Regions from separate parts of the Mus musculus genome. Here region 1 is linked to region 2. Evidence: chromatin contacts called from public HiChIP or PLAC-seq data. All regions are on one chromosome and are shown on one strand. The core of a region is the stretch at or near the end of the contact, and the rest is flanking DNA. Distances in the headings are between cores, read along the strand shown. Region 1 holds the start of Erbb4 (erb-b2 receptor tyrosine kinase 4). Region 2 overlaps Erbb4 (erb-b2 receptor tyrosine kinase 4).

What was found. HiChIP or PLAC-seq counts read pairs in DNA pulled down with a chosen protein or histone mark.
Region 1: a contact with region 2 is called in an H3K27ac HiChIP or PLAC-seq map of heart atrium, with 6 times the contacts expected there. The contact joins the promoter of Erbb4 here to the enhancer-like site in region 2. A contact is called at or near these places in 6 of 484 Hi-C or Micro-C datasets (the HL-1 cell line, Sertoli cells, brain and 3 more), 8 of 115 datasets of contacts at active chromatin or transcription factors (cardiomyocytes, embryonic brain, embryonic midbrain and 5 more) and 1 of 9 other capture datasets (pancreatic islet).

The regions. Positions count from the first base shown.
Region 1 is chr1:69,106,771-69,111,487 of GRCm38.p6, forward strand. It overlaps Erbb4 (erb-b2 receptor tyrosine kinase 4), which reads right to left and starts at 1,289. Exons shown (of 27, transcript NM_010154.2): 1 at 905-1,289. The coding sequence starts at 986.
Region 2 is chr1:68,942,070-68,947,127 of GRCm38.p6, forward strand. All of the region lies in intron 1 of Erbb4 (erb-b2 receptor tyrosine kinase 4), which reads right to left. It overlaps Gm51744 (a long non-coding RNA gene), which reads right to left. Exons shown (of 2, transcript XR_003948681.1): 2 at 1-5,058. Among named protein-coding and RNA genes, the nearest start is that of Gm51744, 12 kb to the right of the region's middle. Within about 2 kb of position 1,317, at least 2 of the 459 cell types and tissues checked have an H3K27ac peak or open chromatin away from gene starts, as enhancers often do. A contact at or near this core is called in heart atrium, where this site is marked.

The sequences.
Region 1 (4,717 bases), core at 39-2,538, 160 kb after region 2:
CAAGTCCAGCATGGGGAGGGAAGGCCGAGCTCTGGACTCAGTATGCCAGGCTCTTTTAGAGAGAGAGAGAGAGAGAGAGAGAGAGAGAGAGAGAGAGAGAGAGAGAGAGAGAGAGAGAGAGAGAGAGAGAGAGAGAGAGAGATCATGCTGGCTGAAGAGTCGCACGCCCAACACACACACACACACACACCCTCTTTCTCGCCCCAAGTCAATCTCAAGACAGCCTAGAGATGCCAACTAAGAAGGCCCAGAGTCCCTGGCCCCCGGCCGAGGCGCGCACCCGGTGCGCTCCAGCTGCCCGGATAGGGCTGGGCGTCCGGTGTGACCCCGCAGGCTACTGGAGACTCGGGCCAGGGACCCTGCGCCAGCATGCTCAGGTGCCAAGCCCGGCTCCCCGGCCGCGCTCCGCCGCAGCCCTGCACCCCGGGGAAGGCCAGCCAGGCTCAGCTCAGGAACCTCCTGGCAGCCCGAAGAGGTGCAGCGATTCTCCGGTTTGGTTTGATTCCCCCCCCCCCCCTTCCCAGCTCGAGAAGGAGGGAACCTCCACTGACGGGCTCAGGTCTCCCACGCCCCGAACAACGGGCGCCACCAGAAGCGATCCCGCTTAGGCTCCCAGAAAACGCGCGAGAAAGAAAGAAGGGGGCTAAAGAGAGGGCGAGAGGGGGGACAATAATATAGAGGGTGGCAGGAAAGCGAAGTCATTTGTAGCATCAATTAAAAACACACGCACGCACACACAAAGGTAAGTTTGGGATGGAGCTAGGGGCGACCCAAGGCAGAAGCCCGGTCCCTAGGGTCCCTGGAGCCTAAGGGTGACAGAGGGGCGAGGGAGAAGGGAAACACCGGAGGCAGTGGCGGGTTCAACAGCTGGAGCGCGACCGGGAACCGCGAGACCGCGACCCACCTGACTGAGAAGCGCTGGGCTGGACGGTCCCCGCTGCCATCAGAAGGCTCCCCCAGACCCAGAGTCCCGTCGCCAGCTTCATTTTTGGCAAGTCTCAGATCCCGCGCTGACAATTACATGTCCAAATACCATAGCCACTTGCGAGCACGCGGAGGAGATCTCCCCCCCTCAGCCGGGAGCGCGTGGGGGGCGCAAGGGGGGCGGGCGCGGCGCGCTTGGTGCACGGGCTTCCCGGGGCCGGAGAGCCAGTCGGCGACGGCGGCGGCTTCCAGGACCCGTGGACCCGCGGACCCGGCAAGGGGCCGCGGAGGAGGGCGCGCGGGTGGGAGTGAGCGCGACTGTGCGGCTGGTGCTCCGAGCACAACGTACAGCTAGTTCCCGGAGTGATCCTCCGCTCGCTCGTTCCCTCCTCACTTTCTCGCTCGCTCGCTCGCTCTCCTCACTGGTTGGTCAACAATAAAAAGAAAGAGGGAATAAAGGCTTCCAAAAAAAGTTGATTGCAAAGAGGCGGCGGGGTTCCGGCCTCTCCCCCCAAAACCGGGCTATGTTCAGCTCTCTCTTCAGTCTCCTTGCACCTCCTGTCCAAATCTGGAGGGAAAAGGAGGGGGTGTTGCTTCTTTGCTTCTCCCCGATCCTGTCCCCCTTTTTTTCCACTGTCAGCTTTCCTCACACTTGTCCAGCCATTGCAGTAATTAAAGCTCCGAACGTCATTTCCAACGCTCCGCGGTCTCCAGCCGCAGCCCCACAGAGAAATTAATAAGAGTCAGAAGAAAGATTTTTGAAAAAGAAAAGAAAAGAAAAGAAAGAAAAAAAAGAGGGGAGTGGGGGGTGGGAATCAAACAACCCTCCACACAACCAGCCAGGCTTTCCTCCGCTGCGCAAGCCCCGCCCCTGCTCTGACCCATGTAGCCACGCCCTCCCCCTAAGGAGAAATCTTATTGGCTCAGACACTCCCCAAAATCCTCTGCCTCTAGAGTTGGAAAAACACCTGTCAGACAGTGGGAGCAGCAGGGTCATGGTAGGAGCTTGGGGAAGCAGGATCTGAGAAGCTCAGTGGAGACCACTGTCTGAAACGCTCCCCTTGGGGCTGCCCCGGCAGAGGCCCTGGACAGCTGGCCCGCTGAGTAGTCAGTCCACCAGAAGGAATGCTTGCTGAACGAATTTTTTGACACAAGAACAGGGCATTTTCTTTATTGCTCCAAGGTGTCAGTCCATACACAGAACCTTCCCTAGAAATAGAAAGTCAACGTTGCTTTGGGAATAAAATATCTTTGTCCCTCGCCATCACCCAGAATATTCCATACTTAGCATACTTAGTACTTTAGAATGGATATTGTAGGTAGCTGGTAGCCTCGCAGGTAAGATGAAATCTTCCAATAGTTTTTTTTTTCCAAATAAGCCATCTCTCCCACCTTCCCAAGATGACATTGGGCCAAACTTAAAAATCCATATTTGTGAAACCACATTCTTTGATTCTGAAATTATGCAAACTCTCTCGTCTGTGCTGTTCGGTCTGAAGGTGTTTAGGAGGTGAGATCTTAGCTGACCTTCGAGCCGTTAGGGCCACGCCATAGCAGGGCCAGCTTGAGGCCCTGCACTTGCCCTCTTTGCAGGGTGTGTGCTTCCAAGGTCATCAACCGCTGTACGACTAAGTTTCTCTAAGTCTAAAATGCCCTGGAAGGGATTACTGTAGTCTGAGAGGCCACAGGTCTAAAACTGCTCTATGCTGGGGCCAGAACCTGTAGTGAGTCAGAGGATACTCCTTTGCTATGTGTACAGCTATTCTATGAAGGCATTTTCTATGCTTGCTCTCAAAGCAGTGACTAAATATATACAAAAAAAAAAAAAGCAAGGGTGCTTTAAAACCAAACCACCCTACTTCCTCGGTCACTATTGGAGTCCTTCCCCATCTCCCACATCTTCTGACTATGATCCCATCCCTTAAGAATTCCCAGGCAGCTGAAAACAGCAGTAGCAGAAGCCTGAAGCTTGAAGCCTTTCCTTGGCCCCACAGTGTGTAACAGGCCCACTGCAGGTCAAACAAACTGCGTGTGCTTTTTATCCAGAAGCAGCCCAGGGCAGAGAAAAAATGGATCCCCAGAGCCAGAGAAGGGGCCTTGACTAGAATGGCACTGACTACAGAAGCACATGCACCGGGCTTGGGAGTTATCTCTATTTTCGTCTTTATCTCATTTCTTCCTTTCATTTAACACAATCTCGGCCCAGTTTACCTGTCTTCCATCAGCTTATGATTACTTTCAGATACGTTTTCTCCGTAAAAGCTGCTCATTTTTACATCTGCCACCACAATAACAATTTCAGTGACAAAACAAGCTACTTCTAGGGGACTGGAGGGAGTTTCAGCTCCTACATTTTGTTGGAGTCCAGTTTCTGGTGACAGTTATTTTTGAAAAGGGAAGAAATTATAATAGCTAAATTATAACTCCTGTTATGAGAAAAAGATTGGATGTGTAAATATCTCGTGTTGTTTTCTAGATGTGCCTATTATGAGGATTTCTTTGTCTTCATTTACCTGAAGAGAGACTGAGAGTATAGTACCTGGCATGCATGAAACCCTTAGTTCAAGTCTTAGTACTCAAAAATAATAACTCCTATCCTGCCATTGCTGCAGATCTTTATATATTGCTGCAGGACCTCTATATGTGTTCTTACTTCACCTACATTTTCCAGACTAATTCTTAGCAGAAGAGGACTTTTAGTTACAATCATAGATGTCACCATCTCCATAGAGCTGACTTTCACCAATTACGTTGCCAAGGTACCTATAATTTGTATCTAAATCTCAGTTGGGTTTGTCTTGACCTATATTTTCCTGGTTCTTACTGAATCAAACAGTAATTGACCTGGCCATGGGTTGACATTTGACCAACAGCTTTCGAGCCTACAAACTGGACATAAAAGTTGTAACTTATAGAAGCATGCCATATTCAATAGGGACAAATCTTATATTTTAAAGCCTAGCTTAGATCATTTCAATCAGAAACAGACATGTATAGAGGAACATGGTATCCTGAGTGGGGCCATAAAGATTAAAACAGAATATAAAAGAATTATTATTTTATATGTCTGCTCTCATCAGCTTCCCATGTCTGCTGAATTAGCACATGGAGGAAAAGGATCACAGAGAACATTTTCTACCTGGTATGGGAAGGACATGCTATCTGAATTGCCAGAGGCAAAAACAGATCTCTGTATTTCCCCACTTTGCAGTGTGGTGTTATAATAAAATCTTATCACTTGACTAAAATGTGTAGCTGAGACTTAAAACCAGGCCAGGCGTGAGGATGGGGTGGTGGTGGGTGGTTGGGGAGAGACTAAGTAACTCATTATTTTTCCAACCACAAACAAGGAGCAGGAACGACCTGCTGAATACCTTCTCCCTTGATTCTTATGAATCTGGAAATCTGCCCACATTACAACACTCTAGTGGTTCTAAGTTGGACAAGTCAAACACAGAAAAATGCATCAGTCACTGTTGATTAGATGAGAGACAGTCCTTTCCACCACGTCCCTCCCTGGGATTTCTGTTCCTGGGAAAGAAAAAGTTTCACATTCATTCTGTCCGTGCAACGAGAAAGAATGAAACTGCCATTTGAAAGGAACAAAAGTCCAGATGGGTCTGGAAAGGATTCAAGCTCTTTTTGTAGTGTTTTCATTTAGCTAGTTCAGTTTTCCCTTTGTTATCTGAAACCAGAACTGCATGGCATGAGAAAAGAACTTTGCAACTTGAACGAGGTGGTGAAGGTCCTCATTCTCCCTAAAGAAGATGTCTTCACATGGGCCAAGCTTCAG
Region 2 (5,058 bases), core at 67-2,566:
GAAAAGACTGAAGTAGCATGATATGTAGTCTCTCTCTCTCTCTCTCTCTCTCTCTCTCTCTCTCTCTCTCTCTTTCTCTCTCTCTATCTATCTATCTATCTCCCCCCTCTCTCTCATAATCACACACACACACACCATATCTTACTACTTCCTTATTTAAAAATTAAAGCATTTGCATCTTTAAATTTCCCTGAACTAAAGTGTCAACATATGCCTGTGATCATCAGATTTTCTGTAGTAGTATTTGTCTAGACATTCCAACTTCCATTTTAGAAACACTCCCAGATAGAGATAACTGGTTCTTTGTTATTGCAGATAAGATCGGCTCCCAGCCAAGAGTTCCAGGGCACTATTTTTGCCAGGTGCATATCAGTGTTCATGTTCTACACCAGCAGAACATTTTCCTAATTGTCTGCTATCTGTTTTGTATTTCCTTAATGACCAGCTGTCAAAAATCCAAGCACTGGTATTTGCAGTGCAAATAGGTAAAATGTAAAAATATGTTCTTATTTGTAAGGGTGAGTGTGTGTGTGTGTGTTTACTCTGGTCCAAAATGAGTAAACTTTAAATTCTACTCATTCAGAAGGAACACTAAAAAATTATATCTAAGTAGGATTTTCCATAGTCTTCCTTAAAAATCCCCAAACTAACACACACACACACACACACACACACACACACACACACAAATCCTCACGTAAAGTAAATGGTCACATCATGATTTATCAGTGTCTTTTCTATAGCAGTGTATGTATTCCTGTTAGAGAGTATTCGCACTGAATCGTAACTGATGCACAAAATACCTAGTAGACTAGATAGATCTGGTGATTTTATGTCAAGGAAGAAACATATCATTTATAATCCAAGGTCCAAGGTACTTTAAAAGCAATTAACAATAAAAAGAAAGAAAGAAAGAAAGAAAGAAAGAAAGAAAGAAAGAAAGAAAAGAAAAGAAAAGAAAAGAAAAGAAAAGAAAAGAAAAGAAAAGAAAAGAAAAGAAAAGAAAAGAAAAGAAAAGAAAAGAAAAGAAAAGAAAAGAAAAGAAAAGAAAAGAAAAGAAAAGAAAAAAGGGGAAAAATCCAGGGGCAAAAGGAAAGAAAATATTTACATACCCCCAAATAATTATTAGATTTAGGAATAACTTTTTCATTAAAGATAATATTTTCCCAGCCACTTCATTTGTGTGTTCACTGTCAGTGAAAATCAAATCAGGAGTTATCTCTTATACAAATTAGCATGGCTTTGGTGCTGGCAGGGCAGGCCATGTCTGGCAGGGTTCTATCTAAAAGGAGGCTTAGCTGATAAGCATGAGTGCTCACACTCTACGTGACAGTGTTGGAGAAAATGCTTTGGCAAGCCTTCCAAGAGTCTGATGTGTAGGTGATAGGCAGCCCCAAAGGGAGAAACATGCGGAGAGCCCTTAGCATTTCATTTTGTAAAAAATATTTTCCAAAACACATAAATTATGAGCTACACAATGGATTATAATTATTTAAGAAGGGCCCATGTCTTCCAAGACACTCATCATTTTACCAGGCCTCATTTTTGGTAAATGTTTACAACTTCACTACATATTTTCAGATTAATCCAATTTTATAATTGGGAATAATTGTTTAACACTCTGCCAACCATTACTTCACATAAAAGGCTCTGAGGAAATAATGGTTAAATAATGGATCCTAGAGTGTTCACAGGTGAAAGCAGTGTATCTTCACGTGATTACAAACCTTGATTTTAAGCCTATTTTCTTTTAAGCTTTGAAAAACTATTGCTCAGGAGAGGAAGAAAATAACATCAATTGAAGCATTTTGAGACTATTTTTTATTTGTGACACAGATGTATATTTGTGGAAGAGAGTTTAAAAAGCAACATTACTTCATAATATATTTCTATAGATTTATTTTTAGTATTTTTAACTAATAGTCTGTGGGTGTGGAGGTTTTGTGAAGCTACTGCAGGTGCCTATGGAAGCCGGAAGCCTCAGATTCTCATGTACTTGGAGTTAAAGATAATTGTGAGTCACTCCAACATGGGTGCCATGAGCCAGACTCAAGTCTGTTGTAAGAGAATTCCTGCTTCTGACTGCTGAGACTTGCAGCCCCTGAAAGTGAAGCTATAAGTACATTTAAGAAGCCCAGTGCATTTGGCATAGTGACATTGAGTCTCTACTATGAATTTGTAACTTTCAAATTTTTGGCGAGACACCTCTTTCTCTCTCCTTATAAACTGGTTAGTGACGATCTACAGTGCTGAGAAATATTTTGAAATCTCACAAAGAGAAGGGAACATTTTTGAAAAAAAGGAAATTTCAACTCAAAAGACTATCTTCCTGAGAGTCAGAAGCATGCTTCAAAGATCACTGATCCAGGAAAGGCTCCTGAATGGACAACCTGAGAATATCCTAGAGCACTGTTGAGACTAAGGTCAGCCTGGAAGTCTGCTAAAGCACCATTGGGATGAATGACCACATATCTCACTACTGTTCCACAAAGGCATCTCAGAAAGATGAGAACGATATTAGCCCCAAATGTACTTACAGAAGACTTTTGTGTGCATGTGAAATAACATCCAAGTTCAATTGCAGTTAATGCTTACACCTAATACATCATAAGAAATACTGATTAAGAAGATAAATTCTTATTTTCAAATAAATTATTCGCACCCTCCCATCCTGAAAAACAAGAAACATCTGTTGCAGAGTGTGTATAAATAGATTTTAAAATTAAAGTGTGAAAATAGCACAAAGTAAACTTAATGTTGGTGTGTGGGTTTGCCTGAATTGGTTTCCAAGCCTAGAGCAATGGATCCCACTAGACATTGCACCATAAGCAGTCTGACAGTTCCATCACACTATACTCCAAAGATGGATAAAATCTTAGCCTCATAACGTTAATTAATCTCAATGAAGAATTCATGATGGTTACCCAAAACTTAGGCAAGGAAATAAACTGAAACCGAAAATTTAATGAGTGTCCATAAAGTATAACAACAACAACAACAACACAACATCATCAAAAACAACAAGAAAAACCCTCTAATTCAAATCTGAATGATATATCCCTACATGGGGTTGTATACTTCCCATAAATGAGATGTCAGTCAGGAATACTTTAGAAGAGGATTCTGATGTCAGTAATAACTATCAACTTGAAAGAGGCTAGAACTTCTTGGGAGACGGTCCTCTGGGCATGAAGATGAAGTGTGAAGACATGCTCACACCAGGCATGCTCATCATTCCTTAGGGTCAGGAGGATCTTGCACTACACAAAGCACTAGTATTCACCTTTTTCTTTATAGCTGTGGGTGCAATGTGACCAGCTACTTCAAGTACCTTGATTTTCCCACTGTGATCGACTATCCTATGAACAATAAACTAAAATAAACCACTCTTTCCTTATTTTTTTTTTTGGTTTCAGGGTATATTAATTGAAGTAAGAGAAAAGGCTAGGACAGGAAAATTATAACTTGTAATTTTAAGACCAGTCAGACAAGTTTAAAAATGGGATGTGCATGAGAATGTGACATTAATAAAACTGTTATAAGATTTATTAATTATTTCCTATAAGATTTATACCTGCAAGATTCATAAGACACCAGCCAAAGATGCTGTTTAACTTCACATTTAAATTAATTAGAACGCTATAAAATGAAGAATCCTGTTTCTTAATCATACACAGAATCATAAATGCCATGTGTTTTATAACCTCAATATGAATAGTTATTCCACATTGGACATTGCCAATAATGATCATTTCTGCAAAGCCTGCCCTAGAGTACATATAAATTTTATAAATACATTTGTGGCCAAGTAATAAAAAGCCAACAGAGATTTGAACAGAGGTTAATTTTTCAGTCATAGGAAGCAGATCTCAGCTAGAACTGCCAATGCTGGTTAGACAAATATTGTCACACCAACAGGGCATTCCTCCTCAGAGATGTGTCTTTTGACCTTGTGTTTTCCGATTCCTGGATATGGGATGGCTCCTATAGATATCTACGTTTCTAACAAGAAAGAAGACAGCAAAGCACAGGCTACCAGCAATATTCTAAACGATGTCCTAAAAGTTCCCACAAAGTTCCACTTGTGTCTCCTTGGTTAGGAGTGGCTACGTCCTTTGAGGTCATAAAGAAGAAAGAGTGCTGAAGAAACTCTTCCAGTCAAATCAAGGCACTGCTAGCAAGAAGAAGGGGGAGGAAAATGATGTGAAAGCAGATAGAAGGGAATAGCTTTGAAAATCAACCAATGCTGCTTATCAAATAGATCTCTTTCAAGAAAAACTAATTAAAAGATGAAAAATAAAAGACAGGTAAATGAATTTCCTTTTCTTTGGTGGAAGTTTTAAAGGAGAATGTCTCAGTTGTGAATCTGCTCAAAATTAACCTCTTCCTTCCCTCTTGGAAGGAGGTAGAGCTTATAAACACAATTGACTCCAAAGTCATTAATGTTAGACCTTTCACTAAAGGTGCAGAAATTTAATCAAAGCAGATTAATACTTCTAATATGCTCTCAATTTTGAGTTAATCTTTTGTATTAGATTCCCTGTGTGGTAGCATTTAACACTGAAATGAATTTTCCTACCATCAAAATCTTAGTTGTTTTAAGAATTTGAGATAAGACTTTTGTCAGAAGTATTCTTGCCCAAATGAATACAGTGGAATTTCTTAATATTTATTAAAGAAAAAAAATACTGGAGGATATGTATTCTAAGAAAAATGCCTAAAACTTTGCTTTTTGTAGCCTACATTGGGAAAGAAATGGGGTATAGATTCTTTTGAAAACTATGCGTCAATATATTTTAAAACACTTAAAGAAAATGGTATGTCTTTCAAAGATGGTGAGGCAACATACATTAAACATATTTCTTCATAACAGCAATATTTTTCTAAACTATGAAAATACTGAAAGGATATCAAACATTTCTAACTTGGTATGTAGGTTCTATAACCAGAAAATCCAACTACATGTGATTTTACTAATTGTAGACTATCCTCAAAATATATAGATTTTTTTCAAGATAATGCACACTGCAATAAGGTATGGTAGACCAACCATGAATG